Regions from separate parts of the Rattus norvegicus genome. Here region 2 is linked to region 1. The links are chromatin contacts, called in public Hi-C maps. All regions are on one chromosome and are shown on one strand. The core of a region is the stretch at or near the end of the contact, and the rest is flanking DNA. Distances in the headings are between cores, read along the strand shown. Region 1 holds the start of Depp1 (DEPP autophagy regulator 1). Region 2 holds the start of Cxcl12 (C-X-C motif chemokine ligand 12).

Region 1 (4,174 bases), core at 1,115-3,614:
CCGTCTCCATGGGACCCTCTAGGTTCTCTGTACCCTAATGGTTACTCCATGAGCAACTGTATTGCCAGAGACCTACCTGAACCTCTGGCAGCTCTCCAGAGACTCCAGCCTCACTCTCCCATGGGTATCTCACCCAGTAGTTTATTTGCTTATATGCTTTAGGCCAAGAACATTTAATATACGAGTCCCCCCCACACACTCCTACTCCCCCCCCCACCTCTTTTCTCTTATCCTCTCTTCTCTTTAGGTATTTATTCAGTGATAGTCTGCATCCGGCTACCACGGTAACCATAACTAACCTCTTTCTGTCTCTATTTGCATCTTGGATGGTGACGCCACCATGGACGGGCCGGCTGACTACGATGCACGATGACTAACAGCATGCTGAAGATGTTTGTGAGCACAACGGATGCTGGGGATGCGTGGGTCCTAATTAAGAGTTCAGTCGGGCCGCCTAACCCACGGAGCAGGAGGCCTAAGCAAAGTCTGTGATTAGTTCCTTCCTCTGCTACCGAGTGATTCTCAGGCACAGTGCTGAGGGGCTAAGTGAGTCTGAAGCCTCCCATGCCTAATGACTACTTAAACGCACAGTGAGGTGGATTTGCAGTGGGCACTTCCCAGTGGATCTCTAAGATTCATTCAGCTTGAAGAACTGTGATCCCCACTTCTCTTTCCTCCCCACCACTCTTGATAGGCACCATTCTTCTTTCTGCTTCTATGAATTTGATTTGTTTTGAATTCCACACCGCACTTAAGTGAAATTATACAGCACCACCCCCCCACCCCGCAGTCTACTCTCTCTTCGTTGTCATGGAACGTCTCCATGAGAACAGGGATACCAGGAGAACTTCTTCACGTGAATATGGCCTCAGTCCCACTCAAGGTGTGGTTCCCATGGTCAGCTAACAGTCATATCTAGTTTCAAACACCTCACTGCCCACAGAGAGAATAGTCTAAGGTTATCAAAACCACACACAGCTTCTTGATATGGCCCTGTAGTGTTTGCCTTAACAGTCAGGCCAAAAGCTGGAGTCTAGTGGGATCATTCAGGTGTAAGTGGGGAATTGCCGCCTGACTTAAGCATTGTTCAGTATCTCCCGTGCCTTTACCCAAGGCACTAACACCACCCTTGGAATGCACAGATGCGGGACCAGCAGCGCTCTGTGCCCTCTGTCCATCTCTCATGTATCAGATCTGAGTATACTGTTCCCTCTGAAACTCCTCTTCCTCCTGCTTCTGAGGGTAGATGATCAGAGGCTCTGAGGACTGAGAAACTCACTGCTGGTTCCTTCCCAGGGTTGTCCACCTTGCCTTCAGCTGCCGCTTTGTTGGTATCACCCCTAGAGTTCCCTGGTTCCTCACAGCCCGCCATTAGCTCGAGCATGGCAACTGGCAAAAGCCACACAGCAGCTCCTTACTCAGACCTGCAGTGCCCTGCCATTGCTTTGACATCTTCTGGGCCCCTGACCTGGACCATGCACATAGGCTCCCATTGTTCCCCGAGTGTGCCCAGCACATTGTCGTCATAGGGCCTTTGCATGTATGTACTGCTCCAGCGTTTTTAGATCTCTGCACCAATGTCACCTGTAGAGAAGATATTTCTGACAGTCTCACCTGTAGTAGCAGCTATGACGCTGCTCTACAGCCTTTCGGCACCCTTCCTTGCAGCCATCATGAGTACCGAGTCACTGCCCCTGCCCACTGCTGACTGGATCATCCTCCTCACTGGGAAACAGGCTTCCTAGGTGGCGATTTGTCTGCAGTATTTACAGTCGCTGCACATGTCTGGCCAACAATGGGTAAGCAAATTTCCTCTTGAAAGCATCGCATCTGAGGTGTTATGAGAGAAGCCAGACCAACGGTTGGGCTGCCCTGGTGCCTGTGTAAGGGAATGTCCTTCACCCTGCAAGGCTCATGTGTTATCACAGTCATAAGTGCAGGCCTGGGACTCAGCAAAAATTAGTACAAGGCTGGTGTGTCATGGGATCACAGGGGCTAGTGTCATCCATAGTAGAAAATACTGTGTTATACCAGACATTGGCGGAAGCCTGTGAGGGTCCTATGCTGTTCCCAGGCTCTCCCAGCAACCCCTAAGCTGGCTTTGGTTTCTATCCCTAGTGAAGCTGTCTAAGTCAAGGCGTGGTGGCCGCCCCACACCTCACCCTACGGTGTAAATATTTCCCAACCTCCTGCAGGCACATACACACATTCCAGGCTGGCATCTGGGCCAAGCCCCACCCTCTGTGCTTTCCTCTGAGAACCTTCTGAAGCGCTGCTATTTTGAGCTTTTCCTGACAGTGATTGATGACTGGAGGAACCGTTTAAAAGCAGCAGCGATTGTTGGATTTGCCAGACAGCGCAGGGGGAGAAACCATAGCACATCGTCTTGATTGTCCTCTCCCCAGTGACCAAGAGCTAGAGACCCGGCTGTGATTGTCCTTCTCTGGGTGCTGCCTTTGGATCAGACAATCTTTACTCTTCTAGACTTCCTGCCACCCTGACTGCTGACTTACAGGTAAGAAGAGCAGTTGCCCTTTGGTTTGATGCTTTTAAAACACGGGGACTAGTTAATCTCTGAGAGCACTTCCCATCCTGAGCTTCCACGGCCTGGCTACTGGATAGTGTGTGCTGTTGACCACTATAATAAGGTGTTTATCCAAGGATTTTGTGCTTACAGGAGAGCTGTAATGTCAAAGCTCTGATTCCAGGAATTCCCCATAATATCCCTGCCAGTGGGCTGTTTATAACCCTGCTTTTCAGACGGGTAATTAGAGGTTTAGAGAGGGGACACTGTGGAAGGTCTTAAATGGCAGAGATGAGTTTGAAACCAGGGTGTTCTCCGACCCCACATTAACAACCCCAGGTTCTCTTATCTGTTCATTCCTCGGTTTGAAAATTTTAATTAATTTTACTCTATAGGCATGGATATTTTGCCTACACTAAAGTATATGCACTACACACATACCAGTCAGATCCCCTGGAACTTGATTAAAGATGGTTTGAGCCACCATGTGTGTGCTAAGAACTGAACTCAGGTTCTCTGCAAGAATAGGTACTCTTAACTGCTGAGCCATCGCTCCAGCCCAAATTATCTGGGTATTCTTAAACCACACTAATGATGAAGTCTTAGTTAGCTGCTTATTTTGGTGTTAGTAGGAAGGATAAGTGGGGGTGGGGGTGGGGGTGGTGGGTGAGCCTTGGTCTCAGATTTCTGGGAACCCAAGCCCCATGTAGCTTCTATGATGAGGGGGAGTAAGTAGGAGGGTGTCAGGCATGGTGGACCCTCACCACTGGTTTTCTCTTGGACAATAGGTTGTTTTTGCTTTATTAGCAGCAATGAGGTCCCGCCTTCTGCTGCCTGTGCCCCATTTGCCAACGATTCGGGAAACTTCAGAGGAGCTATCGCATGGGGCACCTGGGCAGGAGCCTCCAGCCTCTCCCAGCCTGGATGACTATGTCAGGTGTATTTGTCAGCTGGCACAGCCTACCTCAGTGGTGGACAAGGCCACAGCCTGGAGCCCTCCCAACAGATCCTGCCGGCCAGCCTGGCCTAGAGAGAAGAGGCACCAGTCCGAGTCTCTAGAAGATAGTTCTCCTTGCTTCAGCAGCCTACAGCCCACACTGCCCGCTCCCGGCACTGACAACCCTCTGGACTGGCTCTTTGGAAAGTCACAGGAACAGCAGACAGATAGAAGAGATCTACCCAACAGGACCGGTTCTTCAGGTCACTGGGGTGTGCACAGACAGATGGGCAAGGACTCGGGGAGGCCTTCTGAGGCCAGGGTACCTGAGTACTCCCTGGGAAGAAAGCCAGGGCACAGGCACCAGACCTCCAACCTGAAAAGCTGGACTTCTAGAAAGCCCTGCCAGGCCTTAGCATCCGTCTCCAGCTCTCGCCCCAGCAGCATCCTAGGCACTCTCTATTTGCATCTCCCAGTGATTCATGAACTCTAACCCCTCCCCAGAAAAACTCATAAAGAACATGGAGGGTCCTGTGACCTCCCCAGCTTCTCTCTCCTGTGGTGGACACTTCCTGGTCTGCAGGGATTGGGCAATTAATTCCTGGGGAGACCCATTCTTTAAACGGTGATGACAGTCTAGCTCCCACAATGCAGCTTGACTGGTACTGTCTGTTTGTGACTGGCTGGCCCATGACCTTGAAGTGACTTAGTTT
Region 2 (4,174 bases), core at 1,112-3,611, 480 kb after region 1:
AATCATTCACCAACTGTAAAATTGTAGAGTTTTTTTTTTTTTTTTTGAGCTGGGGACCGAACCCAGGGCTTTGCGCTTCCTAGGTAAGCGCTCTACCACTGAGCTAAATCCCCAGCCCCGAGTTTTTTAAATCTAAAATCCACCCTATCCGAAACCCTCTTACTGTGCGTGGCAGCTCCCCAGAGCGCTCACTGTTGTTTTCCATGACTGGTGCTCGATTGCTGGCTTTTGTGTTGCTCGCCCCTTCTTCTTCTTGCCCTACCCCGGAATTTTTTTTCTTTTAAATATTTCGAACTCTTAGTGCATGTCTAGCACATGGAGGAGAACCTACGGAACGTGTTTTAATGAATGGTTGTAGGAGGGTAGGGACAGATGTGACCCACATCTGCTTCTGTTCTGGAGCCTCGGTCTGCCAGAGCCTTTGCTGGTTTCTGCTTCGCTCTTGGCCTGCATAGGATACCCCTCCCCCCAACTTCACTCCTGGGCTGTGAGTGGGTCCTTCTCTCCTGATTTCCTAGCAAACATTTAAGTAGCAAGAGACCTGGACGTCGACCTACTTTGGACAAACTTACAGCAGAGGTTTACCTCAGAGATGTAGGGAATAGGAGCACCACACAAGTTTTTGTGCGCAGAGTAGGTTTTACCCAAGAGCATCTGTTTTGTTTTGTTTTGTTTTGTTTTGTTTTGTTTTGTTTTGTTTTGTTTTGTTTTGTTTTGTTTTGTTTTTTAAAAAAAACTGTTCTTTATACAGGCGTCAGGTATCCCAACTGCCTGAACCCCAGCCTCTCCGATTACTGGAGCAGAGGAGATGGGACCACTAGAGGGCGCCGGAGCCCAGCCTCTGCCGATCTTACAGTACAACAGGGCCAGCAAGTTCAGTGTTCAGCATCCTGAACGCTCAGGATAATGCAAAAGCCGATAGAAATGAATGGTTGCCTTCTCTAGAGTGCTACTTTTTAAACACAGGGCCCAGGTCGGCGCTGTTCCAGATTTGAAGCTGAGCCCCTAAAGTGCGCCTGACAAATGAATGGACGCAAAGTGCTTGGCGGAATTGTTTAAGACACTCTCATGTCTGAAACATTTTCCTCTTGACCCCGGCCACCCTTCTTTAGTCCCTAGGTGGAGCCCCAGGCCCAAAGGTCCTGGCCACTTCTTCAAAAATATGATTCCCAGATTGCCCTGAGACAGAGGCAAGTCTCTTTTGTGCACTCCCTTGGGTGAACGTGATAACAGAATCCAAATCGCTAATTGGTTATGTGAGAAAGGCAATGGGAGTGTGGCCAACACTGTATGTGGCAGCAGAAGGTCCAAAGGACGCTGCTCCCAGCCTCTAGCCCTCCAGCTGCGGTCTGCCCCTTCCCCTGTGTCTCCCCACACCCAGGTTGGGGTTGTTTTGGTTGACCAGCGTGGAGTACAACGGTCTATCGGCAGGACTGAGCACCAGTGGGTATATTTGTAAAGACACCAATGACCACCTTCGGAAGCACTCACTCCTGGGCTTCCGAAGTTTTAGGGGTTTTAGGGAGCAGGGGTGTAGGGAACTCTTTCGTCCTTTTTGGAACACTGGACTTTCTTCAGGAAAGGCAGAAAACACTGAAGTTTAAGAACACCCATTAAAACCAGGTACTGAGCGTCACGACGTTTCGCGGGAGTGAGACTCTCAGTGATTTCTCCGTTTCCATTCTGCAGGGTGAGAGCTGTGTCACCTCCCTCCGCCACCCCCCCAGCGTCAGATACCGTTACAGAGGGGAGGTGGCAAAGAAAATTCACCGTACTATATCTGGAAGACCCGCTTGGTCTCTTTGCTGGGCAGCACAGCCCTACGTTAGAATGCATCTTCCCGGGGGTGACTGTAGTGAGACTTTGGCTGGGAGTCCAAGTTATTCTAACTGTAGGTTGCTCCGCGTTGCCCTTAAGCCTAGCTGTCGCCTGCGGCACAGACACCCTGGGAGAGAGGTGGGTCAGTTTGAGGTCCTGGCACCAAAGAAAGGGTTCTCTGGCAACTTTTTTGGGTGCGGCGCAACAGAACCTCGCGCCTGGAACACAGTTTCGCCTCTGGTCCTTACTTGACAGCTTTCGATTTCGACAGCCCCTTAGTTTCTCTATCTGCAGGATGGGAGCATTTGTAGTCCAAGGAGCCCGCCCAAGTTGGGGACTGGGAAGATCAAAGGCCTCGGCACCCAGCGGAGCCGGGGACGCCGAGGGCGCCAAGAAGGGGGTGGGTAGGTAGGGGACTGGAAGGGCGGCTGCTCCGCAGGGGATGCGCGTCAGAGACCCCAGCCACACTTCAGACACGCCCCTTGACGAGCCCCGCCCCGCCTGGTTTTCGGCTCTAAAGCGCCCAGCGCGCGCCTCTAGCTGCCGCACTTTCACTCTCCGTCCACCTCGGTGTCCTCTTGCTGCCCAGCTCTGCAGCCTCCGGCGCGCCCTCCCGCCCACGCCATGGACGCCAAGGTCGTCGCCGTGCTGGCCCTGGTGCTGGCCGCGCTCTGCATCAGTGACGGTGAGTGTAATCTGCGCCCGGTCCCGGGCAAGGCTCGCAGCTCTGTGCCGGAGCTCCTTCGGGTCCGCGGTTCCCCTGCCCGCGCGGGAGTCGCGGAGAAAGAAGTCGTTCCGCGCGGTTCACTGCAAGCGAACTTCAGGCAGCCCACTTTGCAGGGCGCACTCCTTACGGGTGCCCTTTCCCGTGTCCCACGGGTCACACCGAGGTTTTGTGCTCTGCGAAGCGCAGCTGCAGGACCTAGAGAGGGCTGCAGGCGAGGCCCTGCAGGATTGTTGGGCAAGTGTGGGGTCGGCGCGGAATGGAAGCTTGGGCGACGGTGTCCTGGGCTTGGGCCCCGGAGCGCGCCAGCTGCACTCAGCTAGTGTCCACCCGCGCCCAGATGTTCCAGAGGCGAAGGGCAGCGCGGTCCGGGAGTTGACCGTGCAGGAGATTCATTCGGGTGGTGCGTGTGCCAGCAAACTCTTAAAGTAGCTTGGTTTGGCTATAGGTTCGGTGGTGCAGTTGAGTTTCGTCCCCTCAGAGTGTAGCGAGTTCTCTTACAACACCCTCGGGGCCATGAGCAGCGCAGTGCAGCTCTAGAGCTTGCGCCACCAGCCAGGGCTGCGCTTCTGCACAGTTCGTTGGTCCGTAGCGACGCGGACCTGAGCACGCGTCTCTTCGCTGCGCCTTTTTCTTCTTACCGGGGTCACTAGACAAAGGCGCAGCAGTTACTCGAGCTATATGCACACCTCTCCCCAACCCCCAAACACACCTGCAAATGGGCGCTTTTGTAGCCAGCCCCGGAGCCCTCCGCTCTGGAATGAGAGCTGCAGCAGAGTTCAGTCTCCCAGACCCGGGGTGGTGTCTTCTTTCACTGGGAAAGGGCTTTCATTTTGTTTTCTTTTTTTGACACTGAAGAGAAAACTCTCAGCGCTGTTACAAGACACCGTTGCTGCAAAACAAAACAAACCATTGCCTCTGAACACAAAACAAAACCCTACCAGTCGGGCCCCTGCCTTCCTCCGCTGTGTTGTTTCCGAACTGAGGGGCGGTCGGAGCCCTTGGTGAGGCTGCGATCTAAATGCTGCCCCAAGTGCGCCAAAGCGTTGGTTTGGGTTCTTTCCCTGTGAACAACAGGCTACGGAAAGTAGTGGGACCTGCGTTTGTTTGGCTAAGTATGGTTGGAGAGGCTGGACTTGCCTAGTCCGAGGGAAATGTTCAGTAAAAATTTAGTAAATGTTCAGTAAAAGTTCAATAAAAGAATAGTTGCTGATCGGAGGAGTAAAAAAGACAAATGAAAGGCAATTTCGGTTTTTTTTTTCCCTCTGCTACTGAGAACACCTGGGAGGCTGCAACTTCCCACTGGCCCCCAGTGCCTCATCATGGAGCACATTGATTTGGGCATTAATAATTGAATGAGCTGGTGACGTTGCAAGGGTCACAGTCTCTGGCAAACTGTACTGCCTCCTGGGAAGTCAAGTATGAGGCAGGAATGTAGGAACTCGGGTCCTCAAGGCTGGAGTGCAATTGTCCCGAGTAATTGGGGTGTCTCACCCCCAGACATATTCTTACTCTAGGAAGCGTCGGACTCTTGACTTCTCTGCAACCAAGTGTCTGGATCAGACCTGTTCTCTAGGCAGGACTCCGTTGCATTGCCCAGATGAACTTTTTCTTTACCTCCTAGCGCCTGTG

The links. A called contact is a pair of places that touch in the nucleus more often than the background predicts.
Region 2: a Hi-C map of frontal cortex shows a contact between it and region 1, with 2.6 times the contacts expected there. The contact joins the promoter of Cxcl12 here to the promoter of Depp1 in region 1.

Annotation. Positions count from the first base shown.
Region 1 is chr4:151,581,007-151,585,180 of GRCr8, forward strand. Depp1 (DEPP autophagy regulator 1) reads left to right here and starts at 2,365. Exons shown (of 2, transcript NM_001024334.2): 1 at 2,365-2,515; 2 at 3,335-4,174. The coding sequence starts at 3,337. The coding sequence ends at 3,954. All of the region lies in intron 3 of Rassf4 (Ras association domain family member 4), which reads right to left.
Region 2 is chr4:152,058,420-152,062,593 of GRCr8, forward strand. Cxcl12 (C-X-C motif chemokine ligand 12) reads left to right here and starts at 2,362. Exons shown (of 3, transcript NM_022177.3): 1 at 2,362-2,503. The coding sequence starts at 2,443.